3 separate regions of the Hordeum vulgare genome follow, and all the other regions are linked to region 2. A link is a contact called in public Hi-C data. All regions are on one chromosome and are shown on one strand. Each heading gives the region's core, a stretch centred on a gene start, on an enhancer-like site or on the middle of the called end of the contact. The rest is flanking DNA. Distances are from core to core; before and after follow the strand shown. Region 1 holds the start of LOC123401680 (acetylornithine deacetylase). Region 2 holds the start of LOC123401157 (plant cysteine oxidase 5-like). Region 3 holds the start of LOC123401465 (AP-2 complex subunit mu).

What was found. A called contact is a pair of places that touch in the nucleus more often than the background predicts.
Region 1: a Hi-C map of seedling shows a contact between it and region 2, with 2.8 times the contacts expected there. The contact joins the promoter of LOC123401680 here to the promoter of LOC123401157 in region 2. A contact is called at or near these places in 1 of 6 Hi-C or Micro-C datasets (seedling) and 1 of 1 datasets of contacts at active chromatin or transcription factors (embryo).
Region 3: a Hi-C map of seedling shows a contact between it and region 2, with 2.9 times the contacts expected there. The contact joins the promoter of LOC123401465 here to the promoter of LOC123401157 in region 2. A contact is called at or near these places in 2 of 6 Hi-C or Micro-C datasets (leaf and seedling).

What each region holds. Positions count from the first base shown.
Region 1 is chr6H:450,380,005-450,384,416 of MorexV3_pseudomolecules_assembly, forward strand. It overlaps LOC123401680 (acetylornithine deacetylase), which reads left to right and starts at 2,321. Exons shown (of 10, transcript XM_045095530.1): 1 at 2,321-2,750; 2 at 3,230-3,483; 3 at 3,567-3,675. The coding sequence starts at 2,415.
Region 2 is chr6H:450,571,516-450,575,847 of MorexV3_pseudomolecules_assembly, forward strand. LOC123401157 (plant cysteine oxidase 5-like) reads left to right here and starts at 2,615. Exons shown (of 7, transcript XM_045094888.1): 1 at 2,615-2,745; 2 at 2,901-2,998.
Region 3 is chr6H:450,347,412-450,351,778 of MorexV3_pseudomolecules_assembly, forward strand. It overlaps LOC123401465 (AP-2 complex subunit mu), which reads left to right and starts at 1,792. Exons shown (of 13, transcript XM_045095290.1): 1 at 1,792-2,130; 2 at 3,738-3,915. The coding sequence starts at 2,048.

The DNA of each region.
Region 1 (4,412 bases), core at 1,071-3,570, 190 kb before region 2:
GGTGTCAGTGAGTTATATGATCTCATGGTCATAGGAACAAATACTTGACACGTAGAAAACAGTAGCAACAAAATGACACGATCAACATGCTACGTCTATTAGTTTGGGTCTAGTCCATCACGTGATTCTCCTAATGACGTGATCCAGTTATCAAGCAACAACACCTTGTTCATAATCAGAAGACCCTGACTATCTTTGATCAACTGGCTAGCCAACTAGAGGCTTGCTAGGGACAGTGTTTTGTCTATGTATCCACACATGTATATAAGTCTTCATTCAATACAATTATAGCATGGATAATAAACGATTATCTTGATACATGAATTATAATAATAACTATATTTATTATTGCCTCTTGGGCATAATTCCAACATACATAACTATGGGTTTGCTTTAACGTACATATAATTGCACAAATTAACAAGTTAAGAAGCAAATGAGATAGAAAAGGCATAAGTGCATCTACAACAGTTTGAGAACAAAATAATCCTTGAGATAAAGTCAACACACAGCAAAAGGAAAACAAAATGCCCACGTTTGAATAGCTCACTAACAAGTGTATTAAAACAAAATTGCTTAGCCAAAGCATAAGCAAAATACTTCCGATTTTCATGTGGTATTTCCTCATAATACATAATTATATAGTGCATTACAACATGCATGCGCATGAAAGATATTCGTTCTCGGTTATTGTTGGTTATTGCACATAACCAATGCTTAGAAACCGGTTTGGATCTATAGTTTATAACCGTTTATAACCAAACTGTTTAAACCCATAACCAACTATACCCAAACTGGTTTCTTCACATACCCAAACCAAAACCAAACTAAAAAAAGCTCAGCCCAATAAATCCTAAACCAATCAAACCCAAAGTAATAACTGAACCGTTAGACCCGGTTTTCTAACAACCATTCCCAAGTTTAGGGACAGGCAATCATTTTAAAAGGAGACTTCACAAAAAAAAACACATGTTCGGAAGGACAGGCAATCTATCTAGCTTTTTAAGCAATATACATTGGAGTGCCGGGAGTCCTATATTTTAAAAATATATCAAAGATGGTATTTAAATGCTTTTTTTGGAATGTTTTATACGAATACATATGGGTATTCTCTATGCATGTTTAAATATTCGTTAAATAATACAAGCCCGTTTCGGTTATTATATTTGTCATTTTTTATATATTGCGTATAAATATGTATGTTGATGAAAATTTGCACACACATACAACACATCTATATATACTTTTTTTTGCGGCTAACACATCTATATATACACGTACATAACTTCTAGATTTTTTTAGGTATAAAAGTTTATGCTTGCGAAACATTTTGCATACATTGATTGAACATTAAAAATGCACAGAAGTTCATTTGAATGTCCTTCTCATATGATAACCCTTCTTAAACTAAAAAGAGAGAGCAGACAACGCAACTCTTATCTAAAATATGAGACCGTTACACCGTTCCTAGCCACCGAGGACACATGTCCTCTTCTTCTACTCATTTTGCTTCAATTAATGTTGCGGCGCTACTTAGTTCAGTTTATTACAGTTTAATTTTCCTACGATGACACTCTGGTTTACTTGAGGATAAGGTTTTCCTTACTCATGATCGACGTTGTCGGTGGTGTAGAGGATATAAGGGGGTCGTACGGTTGCTGCTCTTCTAGAGTTGCAAATATGGTTATGTCTTTTCTTTTTCGGATGGTCTTCAAAGACATCATATTGATATAGTGAATGACAACCCTTCGTGTGTTGGTCTGTTGGCTTCTCTACGACCGACAAAGTTCGATTAACTTTGGCTTTGTCTTCACCGAGGTGTTATTGAATTTAGATCTTCCCCAATTTTTCTATCCAGATTTGGTGTGGTCATGTAGCCCTTTTTGTCGCCTTCTTCTTTATGGTTATGATTCGTTTTTTAAACCAGTTTGCATGCATCACTTCATTCTTGTTCGGCCGCCGTGTTAACAACGTTTCCCTAACTTTAACAATGTTTTAAAAGGTCTGTAGGTGACATCAGGATTCGTTCACAGCGCCCCGCCAACGAAAATGCAAGAGGAAATTTTCCCAACTATCTTGCGCGTAATTTTCTGGTTCTTTAAAAATGATTCTTCAAAGGAGTAATTATATCATTTCTCTTTTTATAAAAATGATAATGTTTTTTTAGGATAAATAAAATGATGAGGTATTTTTTTTTGAAATAAAATGATGAGGTGTTGAATGAAAAGAAAAGAGAAACAAAGAACCGCATCGGCTACGGCACGCATCTCAGTGCCGCCGTCGTCGTCGACAGGGACACATCATATGCGCACATCATATGTATACATCCATCCAGAGTTGCTCAAACACAGAGAGTTCCTCGACCTCCACTGGACAACCTTCGCTGTTGACCCAAATCCGCCGCCGCGTCTAAGATGGCATCTCCGGCGCCGCCGCTCAAGGACGCCGTCGGAGGCCTGGACCGCGACCCCTTCGTCGCCCTCCTCGCCAAGCTGATCGGCGAGTCCCAGCGCCTGCAGAACGACCCGCCGGCCCTCGTTCCGCAGGAGGACCTCGTGGCGCAGCACGTGGTCGACGCGCTCCGCCCGGTCTCGACGGAAACCGATGGCGGCCCGCTCGTCGTGCGGAAGGTGAGCTACACCGACGGCCGGAGCAACGTCATCGTCGAGTACCCCGGCACCGTCCCCGGCCGCGTCGTCTCCTTCGTCGGCATGCACATGGACGTCGTTCCGGCCAACCCTAGCGAATGGGTGAGTTCCTAGCAGATTTAGCTTTGATGTGTGAGTGCTGATTTCGGGGCTTAGGGTTCCTGGACGAAGGATTCGAGGGTTTGCTTAATTTGGGGGTGTTTCTGCCCGGATTCTTGGCACCTCGTTTTGTCTAGTTATATGTCTCTCTAGCTGGTCGCCAAAATTGCACCCTTCCCTGAATCGTTAGTAGAGTGTTCTACCTTGGAATAGATGCATTTTCCGGTGTAGTGCTGGAATGTTTTGATACAAGTTAGTACTTTGGTGGTTCATTGCTGTATCTACTGTTAAAGTTTCACATTTCCTCATTGGCGCTGTTTGATTTCGCTCATTCTATGTCTGTCGCATCATTAATTGATTAGTGGTTACTAACAAGTTGTACCTCAAATTTACTCTTGGTTTGTTCGTTAAATTTCTGTTGTTCTTGTTGGTTATAAACTTATAATCACTAATTAGTGGACTGGAATCTTCTACCCCTGCAGGACTTCGATCCCTTCTCACTAACCTTCGAAGGTGATGACAAGGAAAAGCTTAGGGGCCGCGGGACGACGGACTGCCTTGGTCATGTGGCGCTAGTGACTCAGCTCATGCGGCGGCTTGGTGAGGTGAAACCACCATTGAAGCATTCTGTCATTGCGGTGTTCATTGCCAATGAAGAGAATTCATCGGTCACTGGCATTGGTGTTGATGGCCTTGTCAAGGATGGGTTGCTGGATAAGCTCAAGACTGGACCCTTGTGAGTATTGAACTGTCCAACTAATGTGTCATTCGTGAGGATTGTTTGCTGATTTAGTTGGTTATATGTGTGGTATTGTTAAGGTTTTGGATAGATACTGCGGATAAGCAGCCATGCATTGGTACCGGTGGGATGATCCCTTGGCATCTGAAGGCAACAGGGAAGCTGTTTCACAGTGGCCTCGCACATAAGGTACTCATTTGGACTCACTAGAACAATGTTCAGTAATATAACTGTACACACAAAATCTAAGATAGTTGATGAAAAATGACCATACTTAATAAATGACATCATACAACCATATAACCTTTAAAGTAATAGGGTGAAAATATTGCATTACCTCTTGATTCCTTCAGTGGACATATTTTTAGACACTCCTTACATGAGGATAATTATAGTGAAGCGGAGGGAGTAGTAAATATTCTATAGATGTGATCTGTTAAATAGTATAGTTTCTAGAATAAGAGGGTGTTTGTTTCGAGGGACTTATTGGTTTTGGGACTTAAAAAAGTCCCTATAAGTCCCACCTAAACCAAACACAAGGGACTTATTGGGACTTATTATGGTTATTTGGGACTTATCAAATAAGACTCTCTAGTAGGAGCTTATTGGGACTTATTGCTGGTTAGGCCCGCGGAAGTCGATCCAGTGGCCGCCGCCCTGCCCCTCGTCGCTCGCACCGCCCCAATCGCCGTCGGCCGCCCGCCCCGTCCCCGCCCGCCCCGTCGCCGCTCGGGCCGCCCCGTCGCCGCCCAGTCGCCGCCCCGCCCCGTCGCCGCCCGGTCGCCGCCCCCGCCCCGTCGCCGCCCCGCCCCGTCGCCACCCGGCCGCCGCCCCGTCGCCGCCCCGCCCCGTCGCCGCCCGGCCGCCGCCCCGTGGCCGCCGCCCCGTCGCCGCCCGGCCGCCGCCCCGTCGCCACCCGGCCGCCG
Region 2 (4,332 bases), core at 1,365-3,864:
ATCATCCCGTGGCTAACCCCTTAGTCACACTAAGCTCAATATGATGATGGATTACCGAGTGGGCCCAAAGATACCTCTCCGTCACACGGAGTGACAACTCTCGGTCTCGATTCGTACAACTCAACAAACACTTTCGGAGATACCCGTAGTGCACCTTTATAATCACCTAGTTACTTTGTGACGTTTGGTACACCCAAAACACTCCTACGATATCCGGGAGTTTCACAATCTCACGGTCTAAGGAAATGATACTTGACATTAGAAAAGCTTTAGGAGACGAACAACACGATCTAGTGCTATGCTTAGGATTGGGTCTTGTCCATCACATCATTCCCCAATTATGTCATCCCGTTATCAATGACATCCAATGTCCATGATCAAGAAACCATGATCATCTATTGGTCAACGAGCTAGCCAACTAGAGGTTCACTAGGGACACATTGTGATCTATATATTCACACATGTATTACGATTTCTGGTTAATACAATTATAGCATGAATAATAGACAATTATCATGAATTGGAAATATAATAGTAACTACTTTATTATTGCCTCTAGGGCATATTTCCAACAACATCTCACGACCATCTTCTGGTATAAATTATCTTTTAACTTGAAAAAACCCAGGAAAGGACTTTCGGGACGAAGCGTCGCCATCTCGAGGTGGAACATGGACAGGAGCGCTTTTTCCCTCTCGAGAGCGATTACGCCGGAGGAACTTCCCTTCCGGAGGGGGAAACCGAGGCCATCGTCATCACCAACAACCCTCTCATCTTGGGGAGGACAATCTTCATCAACATCTTCATTAGCACCATCTCCTCTCAAAACCCTAGTTCATCTCTTGTGCTCAATCTTGTATCGGAACCTCAGATTGATACCTGGGGTGTGACTAGTAGTGTTGATTACATCTTGTAGTTGATGCTTTATGGTTTATTTGATGGAATATCATATGTTCAGACCCAATATGCTATTTAATACCTCTCTGATCTTGAGCATGTTTATCACTTGTCAGTAATTACTTTTGTTCTTGAGGCCATGGGAGAAGTCATGTTGCAAGTAGTCATGTAAAATTGATATTCGTTCGGTATTTTGATGATGTGAATGTTGTGATTCCCTTAGTGATGTTATGTGAACGTCGATTACATAACACTTCACCATCTTTGGGCTTAAGGGAATGCATTGTGGAGTAGTAATTGGATGGTGGGTTGCGAGAGTGACAGAAACTGAAACCCAGGTTTATGCGCTACTGTGTAAGGGGCTGATTTGGATCCCTATGTTTAATGTTATGGTTAGAATTTATTCTTAATACTTTTCTCGTAGTTGCGGATGCTCGCGGGAGGGTTAATCATAAGTGGGAGGCTTGTTTAAGTAAGAACAACACCCAAGCATCGGTCCATCCACATATGAAATTATGAAAGTATCAAACGCGAATCAACCCAACATGACGAAAGTGAGTAGATGAAATTCCCGTGTGCCCTCAAGAACGCTTTGCCTATTATAAGATATTGTTCTGGCTTGTCCTTTGCTACGAAAGGATTGGGCTACCTTGCTGCACCTATTGTTACTATTGCTACTTGTCACTTGTTATAATTATCTTGCTATCAAACAACTTGTTACCGCTATTTCAGTGCTTGGAGAAAATACCTTGCTGAAAACCGCTTGTCATTTCCTTACGCTACTCGTTGGGTTCGACACTCTTACTTATTGAAAGGACTACGATTGATCCCCTATACTTGTGGGTCATCAGGGTGTGGGTGGGGATAGTGGCCGACCTAGGAATATGGCACGTTCGAGGCCACCTTCAAGGACTATAGCTACAGTTGGAGGTGCTTTTACGCTTGACAATACATTTTAGGAGGTGGATTCTATCAAGACGAGACACACAATTAGCTGTTTGTTTAGACTTTGTACTTTTAGTTGCTTATAAGGTCCACAAGCCCAAACTCAAGCTCAAACTTAACGTATCAAGGAGCCCTCAAGAATGCTGACAGTATGTATCTCCAACGTGAGAGCGACAAACTTGTGACTAGGGATTTAAAATATTGAAACATCTTCCTTTCATGTATACTTCTCTATCATTAAAAATGAATTGATGTCACACACTACTAAGGAACTAAGGAAGACACCCATACAGCTCGTTACACACACTGCATACACCACACCCGCCCCTCCCAAGCTTACTGGAAGGACCACCGTCACCACCAAATAGAGCCGAAATATAAATGACCACGAACTCCCACCAATCTAGCAGTTTTGATGAAAGATCGTGTCCCCGTGAAACTACCTACTCCGTCTCTTAGAGAGGCTCATATAGATTAGGTATGTATGCGTGCACTTGTATGCACGTGCATATGTCTATACCTATATTACGTTTTGAAAAATATAATATTAAATGATACTTGATTTACAAGAATAACAGTGTTATACTGTATATTTTTTTTGAACTGTTATACTGTATATTTTTTAAATGGAAGATGCGTCATTGATCAAAATTTGCTCAGGCAGAAGCCCCGCAAAAAACTGCCGGAGGAGGGCAACCAGCCTCGCGAGCGTCGCTCGGTCGCGCGTGTCCCTCCCTCGCCTCCCGGAGGTCCCATCTCTCTCTCTCTCTCTCTCTCTCTCCATCTCCCCCCTCCCCCTCCCCCTCCCCGTAACCCTATCTTTCTCACCAGTCAGCCCCCTTTCTTTCGCCCTCCTGGCGGCGGCGTCGGCGGCGCGTGTCTGACGGGGAGCTTTGGCGGCAGGTCGTCCGTGCCCTCTCCCTGCCCCCCTCATCTCTCTCCTATCTGCAGCGGGCGGTGGCGTCGGGAAACGGCGAGTCGCGTCGGCTGCTGACATGCTCCTCCTCTCCCCTGTCTCCTTCTCTGTGCTCTGACCCCGCTCCCTGTCGTATTTCCAGCTAGCTCAGCCGCCGATTTGGACGACACCGGCGAGCAGGACCTCACCGGCAGCAGCGCATATTATCCAACTTTGCAGATTCCCCCTACAAAGTCCGAGGTACAAACCCTAGACCTCAAGATCTGATTCGGTGTTGTCCTGGTGATTTTCCCTTCCCAAATCCTTCAAGCTAGGTGACCCATCCATTCGAAAATAATATGCCGCGGCAGTTAGCCCGTGTATTGACCTGGTTTCAGGTTCTTGTATTGGTAGCCTTAATTTTTTTTGCATATCATGTTTATGGTACTTTATTGCTCGCTACCATCTGTGGACATCAAATCTGCCTGTAGTGTTTATTGTATTGTATGGCGTGTCATGTTAAAGTTGCATTTTCCTGTTTCGATCAAAATCTGCCTGTAGTGCTTATTGAATTACATTGTGTGTCATGTTGATGTTTTCCTTGCTCCAGTTTTGCATTTAGATGGACAATAAGACAAATATGCTAATTTATGGGGCAGTTGCATATACGCTGTGACAGATGCTTTACTAGATGAGAAGGATGGGATGGAGTACCTAGACAATAAATAACAAAGAATGATATAACTTGTGTGAACATGCTTAGGCTTGGTAGAGCCCCTCTCTGACGATTTTATAAACTTGGGAATTGCTTGAGGACACGATACATTTGTGTGTTGAGCAGCTAGTAGCTATATATATTTTTAAATTAGGCACAACCTTAGGAATAGGTTAATGGTCACAAATTTGATAGGTCCACTGAAGTCGTTAACAGTTATTTCAATAAGTCTTCCGTGCTATTGGCATGCTATGAGATGATTTTATTACGAATCCTTCATTGGAGACCCCAACCAAAGTAGAAGGGTGCCACAGGTGGGATGCATACTCAAGGTATGAGGTTGAGCGAGAATACTTATTTTTTTGTTGGTATGGTTTTTTTAGATCCTATTTTTTTGGTTTTTACTTGTCACCAATCAGGATTGTGTTGGACCTATTGATGGTATGCAGTATAAGTGTATAACAAGCTTATGGAGTTATGGTAGGTGCCTTAGGTGTTGTTTGGATACGTGATATATACAGAACCGGATCTCCACAAATCATGAAAATTATGTAACAAACTAAAATCCTGTTTGGCAACTCTATCTAATCCGTGATTATAGAAAATCTGGTTTTCCAAAACCCAAGATTTCGGGTATATGGAAAAATGAGGATTAGTTGTTTTTTCTAAAAACGTGATCTGCATATACTCGATCGTTAACTTTTTCTCTTCGTCCGTCTTTTCCTCAATAAACTCTTTGCTGTGTGGGGACTAAAAGCCTATCCAAACCACACAAGGAACGTGACAAATCGGTTAAACGTTTTTTCTAGTCCAAACATCTTTTTTCATAAACTGGTTACTCACATAACAATTGATAAAACCGATTTTACTAAAAATCGGC
Region 3 (4,367 bases), core at 542-3,041, 220 kb before region 2:
AGCAATAATGATCCCACACATCAATACATCCAAATACTCATCGAAAGGACCATCCCTTATTCAAAAGAGAAATTGACAATTCAATCTTAACTAAAAAGAACTTATAACCTAATTTCAACTTGCGGGAAAGAAATGCAGAAAGGTAAAGATACAAAGTGCACGTGAATCCCCCAATCTTACAATCAAGCCCGGGAGATTGAAGCACTTAGTATTTAATGCTCACTCGTAGTACCCTTGCAGGCGGTGAAGATGTTCATGAACCGTCCCTTCATCTCCTCAATCACGGCGTGTTGATCCTCTACAATATGAGTCAAGACCCTCTTCAATCATGTTGCCTACGAAACCTTCTCCAACTCCTTGATGAGGCATTTAATCGATTTACCGTCTAATTTTCGATGGAAAAAATTTAACGTTTTCAATTTTCTATATTCATAATTTCATATGTAGAAGTTTAAATGCGTTAACAGTTCTCAGCTATAATTAATGATCTCTTACTTGTATTGAATGTTCCATCTTTTTTATGCACTAAAGTGTGTTAGGGGTCACTCACGCGATCTAGAAGTCCCAAATACTCTAGGGTCTCGCTTGTTTTTGACTGGGTCAAGGTGGCGATATGACACATTTCTTTTATTGTCTGCTTTGCTACAAAATAGATGCCCTCATTGACTGGTATGCTATGAATGAGATGCCAACATTATTTTGTATGAAAGGAAAACGCTATACATGAACAATGCACCCACAAACAATAAATATGATAAGAATATCTTTTATTTATGTTTCCTTTTCTTGTTTGTTATGTTCTTGTTAACTCCTTTTTCTTTTCTTTCCGCCCCCATTAGGACTATCGGGGATTGCATCTAAAAACATTTAATCTTTTATGATCTTTCTGCCTAGTGTTTCTTGAGACACTAGAAGCTAGGGCCTCCCTTCCCCGTTTCATCAAAAAGGAAAAATATATCATATTAAAAGGTAGGGGCCTTCTCTCGCGATTCTCTAAAAAATAGAACATGGCCAAAATCTTCAATTATTAATACTACCTTCAAATCCTCCACTACAATCACTCGGAAAGGCGAAGATCAGTTAATTAACCTTCATGAATCATTGCATAAAGGTTGCCATTGATAGAATAGAGATCTACATATGACAGATCTAGAGATGACAATGAGAAAGATATGGATGGATATACCCCCTTCTTCCTGAATGAACATAAATTGGCACGCATGCCTCTTCACCTTGGGTATCCGACGGGTGTAGCATTTTCAGCATGAAAAAGGATAAATGAGTCTAAATTTAATTGATAACGAGTGAGTAATCTAGCACTAATGAGGCATCCTCGTGCATGCATCTGTGTGATGGCGGTACAGATGTGTGTGCTGTGGACGGTTGGAGCTTCGAGGAGTGGTTGACGACGACAAGGAGTACGAGCGGCGGGTGGCTGAAGGGCATGAGCTAGGAGGTGATGAGTCGAGGTTTCACCATTACGAGGAGTCACATAGGACATATGAAGTAACGGGTTCGTAGCCGCGGGCATGTGAGGTACGACTGGTTTCGACAGTCAGGGATTCACGACATTGCACCTCACATGTCTTTTTTTATTATTAATTCTTTTTTATGTATTTATTGAATTAGATATGAATACCCATGCCTTATTCATATCTATTTTTTCTACAACAAAATCATTTTACATGTTTTGTGTACCAGTAGAGCAGTGGGACCAAGACGCAACGCAACACGAAGTCAGAAGTCAAGTCACCAACCGAAGGCGAAACCACGCAAATACGGAAATACGGCGTCCGGGGAGGTCCATTCTGGAAAACACACACGAAAAAGCGCTCCTGGACGGGGAAGACGACCTGGTGCTCGTCCCTCCCTTCCCCGAGATCTACCAAAAACCCGCGCCCCGTCAATCCCGTTCCTCCCCCTCACCGTCCGGCGAGCCCCGAGCACACCAGATCGCCCGCGTAGCTGGCGGCGCACCGTGGAGCCGCGCGCCAGTTAAGGGTGTTGGTCCCAGGCGCTTGAGCGGGGCGCGGGCGACGCGGAGACGATGCCGGTGGCGGCGTCGGCCATCTACTTCCTCAACCTTCGCGGGGACGTCCTCATCAATCGCCTATACCGCGACGATGTCGGGTGCGTGTTGCAGCACCCCCTCCTCCCCTCCCTGGCTCCCTGGGTTTTGAGTGGTAGATCTGAGGCCCCAGGATCCATTGATTCCGGCCATAACCTGTAGTTATGTAGATCGCTAGAAGGGTGGCAGGTAGCTCGTGAATTTCGATTGCTTTCGTTGAGTGACATGTGAAATCCTGCGAGGAGTGCAGTTGACAGCCACTCTTTCGGTGGTTGGCTCGTTGCGCACTGCAATTTGCCCATTGTCTTGGTTGTGGCGTTCCTTAGTGATTTGAATTTGGAATGCGTGTTCCATTCTCTGCCCTGAGGTTGTGGCGCCTACATAATTCCAGCATGGAGTAAAGAGATTGCTCACTGAGTAGGATATGTATTCCATCTAGGATGGTTCAAAGGAGGTTATCCTCTAGTCATATCTGATCATAGCAAGTGAACAACAATAAAAAAGAGAGTCCATACTAGTTCTTTTTTTCCCATTTTGAACTCGTAGTTTTGATGAGTGAGGCACTTTGGACAAGAAAAATTGCTGCATAGCTCATTTCATCTTTTCCAATGGGCTTTGACAGTAGTTAGTAGTCACATAGTTCTGTAGTTGAAATTTTACTTCTACTGCAGCATAAGCGGCAAGCCAGCTAACTTTGAAATAGTAACTGTCGGATTGAAATTAATTATAAATATTAACTCTCGCACCATAGATTTCCAAGAGGCCTTGGAAAGACCGGCAGAAGTTATTAAACATCTTGTAATATTCCTGAAAACTGCAATTTTGTATACTTGTACTAACAAAGTGCATGTGCGTTGCAACAGATCTGCAATGGACTAATACATGTTCACAACTTGAAAAATCTCACCCTGGTTTCGGTATTGTATATATATAAAAATATTTGGTTTTCACCCAAAGAGGCCAAGGGGTTTTCTGAAATGTTGGAGCAGAGTGGCAAGTGTCTTATTGGCTTATTGCAAAAATGCCACAACTTGACTTGCATGCGTTAGATGCAGATCGAATGGGTCTTTTATAGGAGTAGAGATAATAGCATTGGTACCAATAAAAATCATAATTATGTGGAATGTTTTCATACATGCACGTTGATAGTAGAAACAAAGCAAGACCATTCAATAAACCTGCAGCAATGCGCTGTAATCCTGTATGTACTGAGCCTATTTCGATATGTAGGTCTTACACTAGTTTAATATTGAGCAAGTACCATTCCATCTATATGATATATTTTCAATATCATAGTCATTGTTTATTAAGGACACTAGAACATGTAAACTACGACACCTACTCTTGAGTAATGCAAGCGTATTTTTCAAGCTTTGTTAATAAACATAGGACATGGATGTAAATTTAATGATGTTTGCTCCACGATGTCCTTTTTCTTTTTCTTTTCTTTAGCACACATTTATTCATTGTCACCTAGACAACTGTCTCATCATGAGGCTACTTAGGTCATTTCCTCTCATAGCCTTTCTCAGTTATCACCTTATATTCAATAAAGAACAGTCCCGCGTATTCATTTTGCTTCTCTCACTTTCCATTCCCTGCTTATTTGGTTGCACGTATCTTTACATTTAGTGACTAAACCCTACCGTGTTCATGTATGGCTATGCAGGGGAAATATGGTTGATGCATTCAGGATGCACATTATGCAAACAAAAGAGCTTGGTACATGCCCTGTTCGACAAATAGGAGGCTGTTCCTTCCTTTACATGAGGATCAGTAATGTTTACATTGTGATCGTGGTTAGCAGCAATGCTAATGTTTCTTGTGCTTTCAAGTTTGTTGTGGAGGTATGAAGTTTCTATTGCCTTATGTGCATTTCCAAATAAATTTTCCACACGGACATTATGATCTTGATGAATATAATATAACCTAACAAGATAGTTGGTCTTTTTCTTTTTCACTAGAAATATTTGCCTATGATGTTGTTTTTGTATTTGTCTATTCAGAGCAAAAGCATCTATTACTACCTCTCCCATAATATAAAACTTTTTATAGTTCTGCAAAAACGTCTTATATTATAGGATGGAGGGAGTAGTTACTTAACAAGCCAGATGATTTTCTGAAGTTACTTATTTCTGTTCTGTCAAATTGTAAGATGCATCATCTCAGTCCGAGAGGTTTAAATGATCATGTCATCTAATAATGGTATTGATGTTTGGCTTTGTTTGGTGACTGGATTTTTCTATTGCTAAAAGTAACTGGTGATGGTAGATAGGAATCACCAAACACAACAGGGTAC